Regions from separate parts of the Mus musculus genome. Here region 1 is linked to region 2. Evidence: chromatin contacts called from public HiChIP or PLAC-seq data. All regions are on one chromosome and are shown on one strand. Each heading gives the region's core, a stretch centred on a gene start, on an enhancer-like site or on the middle of the called end of the contact. The rest is flanking DNA. Distances are from core to core; before and after follow the strand shown.

What was found. HiChIP or PLAC-seq counts read pairs in DNA pulled down with a chosen protein or histone mark.
Region 1: an SMC1A HiChIP or PLAC-seq map of large pre-B cells shows a contact between it and region 2, with 3 times the contacts expected there. The contact joins two enhancer-like sites. A contact is called at or near these places in 1 of 15 datasets of contacts at CTCF or cohesin (large pre-B cells) and 2 of 115 datasets of contacts at active chromatin or transcription factors (bone marrow-derived dendritic cells and embryonic stem cells).

What each region holds. Positions count from the first base shown.
Region 1 is chr4:55,820,805-55,826,735 of GRCm38.p6, forward strand. No RefSeq gene overlaps it. Among named protein-coding and RNA genes, the nearest start is that of Gm34482, 130 kb to the right of the region's middle. Within about 2 kb of position 3,402, at least 34 of the 459 cell types and tissues checked have an H3K27ac peak or open chromatin away from gene starts, as enhancers often do.
Region 2 is chr4:55,485,418-55,490,721 of GRCm38.p6, forward strand. No RefSeq gene overlaps it. Among named protein-coding and RNA genes, the nearest start is that of Gm22150, 19 kb to the left of the region's middle. Within about 2 kb of position 4,049, at least 60 of the 459 cell types and tissues checked have an H3K27ac peak or open chromatin away from gene starts, as enhancers often do.

The sequences.
Region 1 (5,931 bases), core at 2,152-4,651, 330 kb after region 2:
TTGTACTTAGCTCTCTAGCCTTGTTCATCCCATAGTGAATAATCCTATTTCCTACAAGAGCATAACCAAAGTTTATTGTCACTAGACTGTGTGTATTTTATTTCTTGAGCTTGGAATGTGTTTATTTTCTTGGTAGAATTGGCCTTGTGCTAATTAACTTTCCCCCTTTATTCAGTAGGTTTTCTTGTGCTGGATGGTTATTAAGTAATACCACCTGTGCCATATTTGGGGAAATATCTTTTGTTTACCTTAGTGACTTTAATTTCTTTTTCTTTTTGGAAGAGAGTTATATTTCCTGCAGAGAAATTGTTGGTGAATTTTACCTTTGGTTTTGAAGCTTGGAGGAGTACATTATTTATTTGTTACTTACCAAGAACTACCTCTCCGTAAGTATTACCCCGTACTGTATTTTAATTATGCCATTTCTGCTATGCATTTGCGCAGTTTTACACTTTTGTTTATTTGGAGTTTTCTTTTGCCTACCATTTAAGGGCAATGCAAAGGAACTTATCTGTAAATTGTGATCCAACTGCATAAAACAGCCAATTAAATAAGCACTAAGTGTTCTTCTAGTGCCTTTTGATGCTTCCTTTCTTTAAGGTAATTGGTTATTTTAATTTTAAAGAAAATTTTAATGATTTATTTGCTCTTACTTTACAAATGAGTGCTTGTCAGCATGAATGTCTGTGTGCCACCTGCTTGTCCAGTGCCTTCAGAGACAGAAGAGGGCCTCTGATCCTCTAGAACTGGAGTTATGTGCAGTTGTGAGCTTACAGGTAGGTAAGTGCTGGAAATCAACCCTGGGTCATCTGTCTGAGCAGCAGTGCTCTTAATTGCTCAGCTTGTCTCCAGCCCCGTGATGCTTTTTTGATAATATACTAAATTACCTCATGTACTCCTCTCTCTTGTACAGATTAATTTTCTGTTCTCTTGGAGTATTGCAACTTTTCACTCTCACTGTTATGGTTATCATTACCATTATCTTAATCATGTGATTTAATTCCCAGGGCATCTGACTCTTCCATCATTGCTTATTTTATTCTTATGTGATCTCATGAACTCCCTTTTCCTTTGAGCTCTGGATTACTCTCTCTGGTTCTAAATAGAGTTTCCAACTTGCTACGTGGATAGGGTTCATTTAAATGTATATCCTTTATTGGGTGGGAAATGGTAGCTGGGTAGAAAGGGCTGGGTTTATAATTAAATTGTCATTGGATATAAATACCATCCTGCCTCCTGTTTGCTTCTCCAAATTATTGAAGCACACTGACCTGGTCTTCTTTTTAGCCACACAGGCACAGTAAGGCCATCCTCAGAGGGTACCTTAATTGAACCAAATGTGAAACCCACAGCACTTGCCTCCCTCAGTTTAAGCCCTTATTCGTGATACTGTTGTTGCTTTCCTCCATTTGTAGCTTATAGCTTCATCTGACCTTAAACTTATTCCAAAGCCTTAATGTACTATGTGCACTGTATTTGCTTCATTACACTTGTATAGCTGCTCAGCTGCTTCCAGTGAACCAAGATGCTATGGAATCTTCTCTTTTCAGCGTACTTTTATCCTTGTTCTGAAATCTTGGTCTTCCTTCCTTCCTTCCTTCCTTCCTTCCTTCCTTCCTTCCTTCCTTCCTTTCTTTCTTTCTTTCTTTCTTTCTTTCTTTCTTTCTTTCTTTCTTTCTTTCTTTCTTTCTTTCTTTTGCCGGTTCTTATGGATTTTTATGTAGGCATAGCTTGGTTTGGTTTTTTTAATCCCCTCCTTTTTCTTTTTCTTCCTTTCTTTCTTTTGTTTTTCTTTTTTCTTTTTTTTTCTTTTGGTTTTTTTGAAACAGGGTTCTCTGTACAGCCCTGGCTTTCCTGGAACTCACTCTGTAGACCAGGCTGGCCTCAAACTCAGAAATCCACCTGCCTCTGTCTCCCAAGTGCTGGGATGAAAGGCATGTGCCACCACTGCCCAGCTTTTTCTTCTTTTCTTAAAGTCCTTGTCTGTTCCCAAAGTGATCCTAGAGAGACATATTATCCCATGTCAGCAGCTTCTCTTTCTTTGTTCTTTTGAAGATTCCATCCTTGGGTCTCTTGACTTCTCACCAGCAGGATAAACTGAAGGGCTACAGGTTTTCTTTGCTTCCTGATGTCCATCCAGGTCCCAGCCAGAATCCAAGCAGCTGTGGAGATGTTCAGTTCCCTTTGGTCTCTTGGTCACCATAGAACATGTCTGTTTCCCAAGCCATCAGGCTACTTGTAAGCAAGAGAACATTAGGAACGACAGCTGGCTGAGGCATCTATAGTCTGAGTTCTCATCTTGACTGCTACTGGCCAGTTATCACTCACTAATACGTTGATATCTCACTCTTCCAAAGAGGCTCTAAAGTTTCTTTATAACTATAGGAAATAAAAGTAGAAATTATGAAGATAGTAGGGGCAGGGAAAACAGACTCAAGAATGACAGCAAAACAAATATAAACCGTTTGAGTAGTTCTTTCTGGCCACATTTGACCTTGAGTTTCCTAGCCGTTGGGGGAAACAAAGAAATGCCTCAGGTGAATGACATTATCTCTAAATCTGAGTTTCACTGTGGCTAAAATGAAACTAAAAACACTGACATCATAGGATCGCCCTAAGGATGAAATGAAGGTGGAATGTGAAATTCTTAAGTGTAAATATCTTATGGTAGGATCTGAGTTTAGGTGTGTGAATGTGTGTGTGTGTGTGTGTGTGTGTGTGTGTGTGTGTGTGTGTGTACATCCACACATGCGTGCACACAAGCATGCATGTATGTAAGAGGACTGTATCATATGTCATTCCCCAGGAGCTGTCTACCTTGGCTGTTGAGATAGTTTCCTGGTGCCTGGAGTTCACTGAATAGCCTAGGCTGGCTGGACAATGAATCCCTTTCTGTATCTACCACCCTTGCACCAGGGTTATAACCACATGCCATTATGCTTGACTTCTGTATGTGGCTTCAGATCCTCATACTTACAAGGCAAGCACTTTGCCCTTACCTCCCCAGCCCTGTGTACTGCCTCAGAGCTCATATCCCTTTCTCAGTGTGGTACAGGATAAGCCACGTGGATGCATGGTTAACTCTTACTCCAATGGACATGTGCAGAAGGAGAACTTGTCTCAAATAGGATGGCAGGTAAGGACAAAAATGCTCCTCTGTGTCTGTCCTTATTCCAACCCACTTGCCAGGAAGAATGGACCTCGACGGAGCAGAACTGCAGAGTTGGAAGGGAACAAGCTGAGCCCATCAACATCTCTTTTCAGGATGGTGGTGGGGAATGAGTTAGAGTTGATGTTCTCACTCCATTTTTTTCTTAAAGGACTCACTCAGAGGAGGGTACAAAGACGAGATTAAGCTAAAGGGGACAACACTGCTTTATTTATAGCTTAAGGAAGTGAAAGTCAGTCTGCGCTCTGGCTCACCGTTGCTACACACTCAGCCACCCGAGGATCCTCTATGCCTCTCCTCCCCTCTGCTGGCCCTGGCAAGCCAGGCCCTTGCCACAGCACAGCCAACAGCAAGAGCTCAACTACTCTATACAACGGACTGCTGTGAGAAGAGAATCATGGTGGAGAGGAATGTAGGGTTTGAAAGGGTCTTGTTTTCCTAAGTGCTTCTATGTTTTGACACAGCATCTTCTTCAAGCCCATCTCTGGGCTATTTAAAACATGGAGAGGAGTTGCCTTCCAAGTGTGCACATGTGCTCTGGAACCTCTGTGGAATACTGGTTTATTTTGAGCGGCAGTGTTTGACACTCTGATCCCAGGCCAAGGTCATCATGAGGCCTTTTTCTGCCTGTTCCCGAGCAACTGACAGCCTACATTCATGGCAGTGAACATGAGTGAGGAGCTCTCAAGCTAGTTCTGATGAGGCTACACCAGCTGAATGGTTACAAGAACCTTTGCCTGTCCACCTTCATTCTCGTGTCTCATTGGCCAGGGCAAATGCGTATTATTAGCCACCACCTTATTTGCAAGATCATGCAGAATAATGAGTAGGCCAGCCTACTCAAGGTCATGGTCATAAGCTCACAAAGGTACCAGACCTCATGCTCAGCATTGCTTCTTTGATACTGTTACATTCTACTTTTTTGGGAAGAAAGAAGGGATCACTGAGGAAGAAACAACTGATTGTAAACCCCAAACTAGTCAACAAATTAGAGACAAACTTTATTTCCTCCAGTCTGTGGTATGGTCATTCAGTGGCATCTCTGGTGTCACCAATTGCATTAGCAGAGTGCATATCAGGGAGAAGAATGCTGACTTGCATTTTCTGGGTGGGGTTAGTACAACATGGCAAGCCTGAACTGTTCGTGAGGTCTTTAGCAGCAAAACCTGCCTCTCTGTGCTTCCTCTCTTCTTTGTCCCATTTCCCTTTCTGAGTTGGTCACTTGGGGTGCTCAATTCCATGCACATCTGTGTGCACTTGAGATCTGAAACCCCACCAGCTGCAGAAGCATGCCACTCATTGTCATTTTTGGAAACCAAAAATGACCGGTCACACAACAGTGATTAGATAAAGCTTGTAATTAGTGTTTGCTGTAGTCAGCGACGTGGTATTTTAGGGACAAACAGCCACTCGGTGCTACATATAGCTTGGAATTTGTGGGTTTGGTATAACCCACCATTGTATGGTCAAGGAAGCAAAGGAGAAAGGGGAGACAGAGAATAGATAAAAGGAGAGAGGTTAGGAAGGCCCCTCCCACCAACGGACTTAAAAGGTTAAAGGACCCACAGAACTTTGGAGTGGACTTGCCTCAAAGTGGTACCCATTAGATGTCAAGGACTGCCTGGGTCCTTGATCTCGCAGTGTTTTCCAGACAGCTGGAGACACTTGACTCTCAGTGAAAGACTCAACCTTTATCAGGCTCAAGAAAGAATCCTAATGAGAGCCAGAACTTGGTGGAAGAATCCCAAGTTCAATTCACTGTGACTCATCTTCTCAGGCTGACTTATACTCCTGCTCTGATCTAGAAGGCCAACCTGCTTCCCTACCCCTAGTTCTGGAAATGATGTATCTCAGCTGAATAAAACTTTCTTTTCATTGATGAAATATTATCTAAGAAGACTCACTTATCAGGTTGGGGAGGGTGCTGATGGTATTGAGGCAGTTTGCTGCATAATATTCTTTCCATCATTGTCCCATCCTCCTCTTGGCTTGTGGAAGGCTAAGACTCATTGGAAAGATACTAGTCTTACTCTAAGGAGATCCCACTGGGAGTGTCAGTCTCATGACCAAACTGGGAGCCAGCATCCTACCGAAATGTCTCCCCGGGAGCTGGACAGAAACAATTCCCCAGGAAAGTGTAGTGCTATGCTATTCTACACAGAGAACTAGGGAAAGATATGTGAACATCTAAAAGGAGACTTCATAGTCACGAGTTGATAGCCCTCATTAACATGATCAAAGACTGGACTCTCCAGGGAAAAGAGACAATGCAATGAAATTATCAATAGTCAATGAATGTTTGAAAAGAAAAAGAGATTAATCTGTGCACAAAAAGAAAGTATTTATAAAATAGTTCTGGGTCTAGAAATCAGTCCTTTTGGTGGTGCTGGCACTCTGGGTCCTGAAGGGGTGGCTTGAGATCTCTGCAGAAAACATGTTTCTTACTGGTTGAGGCAAAAAACTGGCTCCTTCAGATAGGGTTGCTGCTGGTTTGCCATCAGTGAGGTTTCCTCCTGGCCTCTGGAACTCACTCTCTCCACTGTTGACACTGCTGCTGCTCCAGAGATATCAGTGAGTTTATTTATAGTGAGGTGTGTGGGTAGTGGGGACTTTCAGATGCATATGTAACTCACAGGTAGTCTCATGCATCACCAAAAAGCCTTAGCATCCACGAATGCTGCGTTCCTTCATATACTAGTTACTGGTGTTTATTTTGTTATTGAGAGGTTTTGGTCAACTTAATACAATTGAACTCCTCTTAG
Region 2 (5,304 bases), core at 2,799-5,298:
AGCTCCTGAACTTGGCTAAGAGCACCTTGAGGAGTGGGAAAGTCCTCCAGCTTTAGCTCACATCAGTGTCACCTGGATGCCCTGCCAAAAGCCAGACTGCTGGTCCCAGTGCCCAGTGTTCCTGGTGCAGCAGTGGGCAAGGATTTGCATGTCTAAGTCTTCTGATGTCAGTGCTGTTCAGAGCCAGGGCTCAGAAAGAACCATTGATGTGAGTGAGAAAGAGTGGGACAGTATCCCAAGAAGTGGGGTGCATGCATAAGGATGGAAAGAGTGACCCGTGCAGCAAGTGTTCAGAGTAGGGAACATGCAGGCTCCTGGGCTGCTGGATAACAAACGACCCCAGTGTCAAGGCAAGGACATTTGGACTTGACTCTGGACCAGAAGCACAGCCAAAGGAGCTTCTCATACAGGGGAAAAGACCATTAGACCGGCAGTTCATCACACTCCCTTCGGAGGGCAGGTGGAAGGGGAAGGAGAAAATGAAACTGGCCCAACAACTAGCCTGTCAGACCCCATGGCGTTGATCTCATTGCTACACGGAGACCCAGACATAAGCAGGCAGCATAAGAATCATGTGCGCCATGAGTGAGAGGTGTGACTGCTTGGTGGTGTGCCTAGGCTGGGTGTTGGACACTGTGATAGCTTTCCCCAAGCCTCTACAGTCCTACACACCACTGAAGATATATAAGGGTCCCCTTGGAAACAGTCCCAGCGACAAAGAAAGTCACAGAGGGAAGACTGCCAGGCCACCAGTTTTGCCTCTGGGAGACAGAGCAGCCTCCTGGGGAGCACCATGTCACTCTGAGTACCAGCTCCTTGGAATAAATTTGAGGAATTCTCACACACTTACAGGGCTTGGAGAGAGAGTGTGAAACCAGCATTGTATGAGAGCCAGAAGCACAGGCAGGACCTAGGAATGGGAACCACAGAGACAGCTGTCTGGGAATGAGAGAGGGAGAGGGGTGACAGAGGGAAGGACCATCAACTTGGAGTCGAAAAAGGTAGGGTCCAGAGTTTCATCAGCCATTTGCTGCTGGGTGACTTGGGACAAATGTCCCTCCTGGGGAGAGAGTTTTCTCAACCAGTAAGATGGGATGGATAATCCCTAAGCTCTCTTCCAGCCTTAACGTTCCACGCTTTTCCTTTTAGAGGTACTTGGGTGCAACGTTCCCAGGGAGATGCCTAAGCTTTCAAAAGGCAAGCTTTTGTATGCTCTTGGGTGTTTGTGTTGTGCTTCAGCCAGTGTTGTCTACGATCATGTCCAGGGGATTTTCTATGATGTCTGCGTTTTCTGATTTCTCCAGATTTCCTTGTTTGTATAGGTTGACTGTTGCAGAAATGGGGCTCTGTTGTTTTAGGCAAATAAGGAGTCCCATGCCAACAGGAATATCCTGTTGACAGGGGCCTCTTCTCACAAGGTACCAGCTGTTTGAAAACATTTGTGTATTGCCCCATCAGAATGGGTCTTCTGATAAGCAGCTGTTTTTTTTTCTTTCCCTCTTAGCGATATTAATTGCTTCAAGGTAATCATATAGGGTTCTTTGGTAAGTAAATATTGAAGGCGATTATCACGTTGGCTTGGTTTTTTCCTCCCTGTGTTAGTTCTCCGGGGCTGATATGACAAATATTTACAGGGTGCCTTAAACAGAAGGGATGCATGGGTCTGGAGGCTGGAGGTTTGGTTAAGGTGCCAAGAGAGTTGGTTCCCACTAAAAGCATGAGAAGCCGGTTGCATACTCCTCCCCCGATTCTTTGGTCTTCTTTGGCTCCTAGAAGACACTTTTCATCTTTGTAGGACACTATCTGTACCCACACTAGTCAAGGGGCTAGGGAGACAGATCAGTGGGTAAGGTACGATACAGTGCAGGCATAAGGACTATGGTTTGGATTTTCAACACTCACATAAAAGCTGGTTACAGTGGCATGTGTCCATAACACCAACATTGGGGGATGGAAAACGAAGAATTTTGAGGGTTTGTTGGCCAGCCAGTCCAACCCAAACCAGGTTCAATGAGAGACTCTATATCCACAGTAAAAACAAAACAAAACAACAACAAAAAGGTGGCGAGTAATTAAGGGAGACATGTAATATTGACTTCTGGTCTCCACACATGATTGCATGAATGAGTGCGCCTGCCCAGACATGTACACACACAAATACACAAATCCACCATAGCGGACAAGCTGGTACAGTGGCTTATCCTTGTCATGCCAGCACTTGGTTGGTGGAGACAGGGAGAGCCTTAGCTACATAAAGAGTTTGAAGCTAGCCTGGGCTACATGAAACCAAACAACCAAACCACTGGATGAGGAGCCACTGTACCTCAGAATTACCTAATATGACTTAGCTGATCACATCTTCAACTCTCCTGCCAAAAAAAGGACCATAACACCTTAAGTACTCTATATAATACCTTCGTTTATCAACTTTTCTATGGGGTGCTGGCCCTGTGCTCCAAGTGTGGGTGTGAGTTGTTTATGGTGATCCAGTCCTTTATGGATGTTACTCTTAATTTATGTTTATGCATACTTCCTGTTATGAGATGAACATCAGCTTCCCTTGCCCCCTGCCCTAAGGTGGGGCAGCTGGGGGAAAAGATGACAGAGTGACTGAGATAGGTAGTCTGAGAGGCTTGGGTTGACCCCAAAGACTGGCAAGATGTGAGCTTGCCTTTAATAGTCAAGCTCAAAGAAGACTGAAACCTCCCCAGGTTTTTGAGCAAAGAAGACAGCTAGTTAGACAGAGCTAGACTTGCTCAAGAGCCTCCTTGAGCAAGCCTATGAAGATGCTTGCCCCCTGAAGCAGACAGCAATCCACAATCAGAGGATGGGCTGGGGAACGGGTCACGTGTGTGCTTTTAGGGTTATGGGGTTTACCTTTCTCTCCTTGTGTGAAGATGTTCAGGGGACACCTAGAAACTGTAATTTCATTCATTCACGTTATAAATCATTGCTGGGTACCCGTGTGGCCAAATGTATTTTGCTTCCAAAAGGAATGAACCCATGAAACACAGGTACCCTATACCTGTGGTTCCAGCATTTGGGAGCGGGAAGGAAGTTCTGGAGTTCAAGGGTAGCCTTAGAGATCTTGGGGGGAGAGAGAGAGGGAGAGAGGGAGGGAGAGAGAAAGAGAGAGAGAGAGAGAGAGAGAGAGAGAGAGAGAGAGAGAGAGAGAGAGAGAGAGAGAGAGAGAGAGAGAGAAAGATCATCAGTCATCCAGGATCAGTCATCCAGGGGACTCAGGACTGGCATTAGGCCAAGCCACAGACTTCCTCCAACGACAAGGATAGTGACTGTATGTACCAGGTGACTGATCTGAAACCCACCCATGTTCTCACAGTTAAGCTTTCCCCTGACTCGCTTTCCACTGGCTGAGGACAGTGACTACAGCAAGGCAGTTGTGTTACCAGGGCATACAGAGCCTCTGCGATTAGTCATATGAGCTTGGGAACCACATTCCCCAAACTGTCCGAAGCCTCTTTAGACAGCGTGGCAGGCTCGATAAGGATGCTTCTGCCCAGACTTCCTCCTTTGTCTCCTTCACTCAAGCTAGACTTGCAATATTCCTGAGTCTGTCTCTCTGGGCACTATTTATTTCTTGTCGTTAAATTTTATTTATTATTTATGTTGGTGCTGTCATGGGTATGTCTATCTATCTAGATATAGATAAAGATATGCATACACTTGTGCTTATGTGCTATGGTATGTGTGTAGAAGACAACATTAGGAGTTAGTTTTTCTCCTTCTACCTTATTGAAGCAGTGACTCTCCTCTGTCAAGCTGGGTACTCCAGGGTAGCTGACCTGCAAGCTGCCAGGAGATTCTACTGTCTCCACCTTGCATCTCACTTTAGGAATACAAGAATTACAGATTCCTGCCACTTTATCTGTCTGTTTCCTTGGCTTCCAGGGATTGAATGCAGATTATCAGGAGTGTGTGGCAAGTGATCTGCTGAGCCACCTTGGTGGCCACTTTGACATGTTATAGATAACGTCAACTCCTTTCCAATCCCTGGAACTCCCCTGGTTCTTTCAGTCCTTTCTGGTTTGCTCTCACATGTGTTGTTAGTCACAGCATCCTTTTGTGGTTAGTTCTGTGTTAGCACCGACTTCTCAGGGGAGCTGGACTGTGAGAAAAGGTCACGGAGACTTAGTGCTTCCAAACCACAGGAGAAGCTGCATGGAAATGCCTGTTGCCTCTGCTACAGAGGAGCTGGAGGCAGAGAGGACACTTAAGTCCAAGAGTCTGAGAACAGTTTGGACAACAAGGTGAAGGTCTCTCTGAAAAAAACCCACAACACAGCACAACAAAACGAAACCAAAACCAAAACCAAACAAAAACCAGAAAAACAAACAGAAACCAAAAAAAAAAAAAAAACAACAAAAAAAACAAAAACAAAAACAAAAACCCAAAACCAATCAACCAAACAAAAAACAAATTAAACAATCAAACACACACACGCATTGTAGCAATGAACTTTGTTCCTCCTGGAATGTGGTGAAGCAAGAATTGGGAATTTAAAGTTACTATGGCAGACATTCTCGGACATGAGGTAGAGTGTAAGAATTGGAGATTCTCCAGGTCAAGGAATACTTCCTGTGCCATTCTCATCTCTTCCTGCCTATACCCCTCTAGGAACAAGGAGCTCTCTGCTTTTCCCCAGCCATCTACTGAAGCTGTCTCATTAGCTCTTCTTGGTACACACCTCAAACCTACACCCCCAGCCATTGGTCTCTGTTCTTCTGGTTCCTCCCCATGTGTGTGCTGATATACACCTTGCCTGGCTTGTGTTGAAAGAATGTTATTCACTAGTGACCAAGATGCCACTTGAATCCCACATAGGGCGCTCCTTTACAACTCTCCTGAGACCCGCTTATGAGCACACACAAGCTGCACACCATTCTTATTAAACAATGCTTGAGGGAAGAAGTATAGGGATGTCCATATAAAAATGCCAGAAAGGCTCAGGATGGGAGTCTATGCGTAGAAAGATTCAAATCGTCTAAAGCAGGGATTCGTAAGCTTCCCAATGCTGTGACCCTTTAATATATTTCCTCATGTTGTGGTGACTCCCCAGTCATAAAAGTATTCATTGCTACTTTATAACTATAATTCTACTAGTTATGAATTTTAATATAAATATCTGATGTGTAGGATATCTCACATGTGCTTTTTGCATTCCATAGGTTGAGAACTACTGGTCTAAAGGCCTCAGTTTTCCATTTGATCAAGTTAAAACCTAATCTTTCCACTACCAAGAAGCCCCTAACACCACAGGCCAAGGAATTTCACAATTCACCAGAC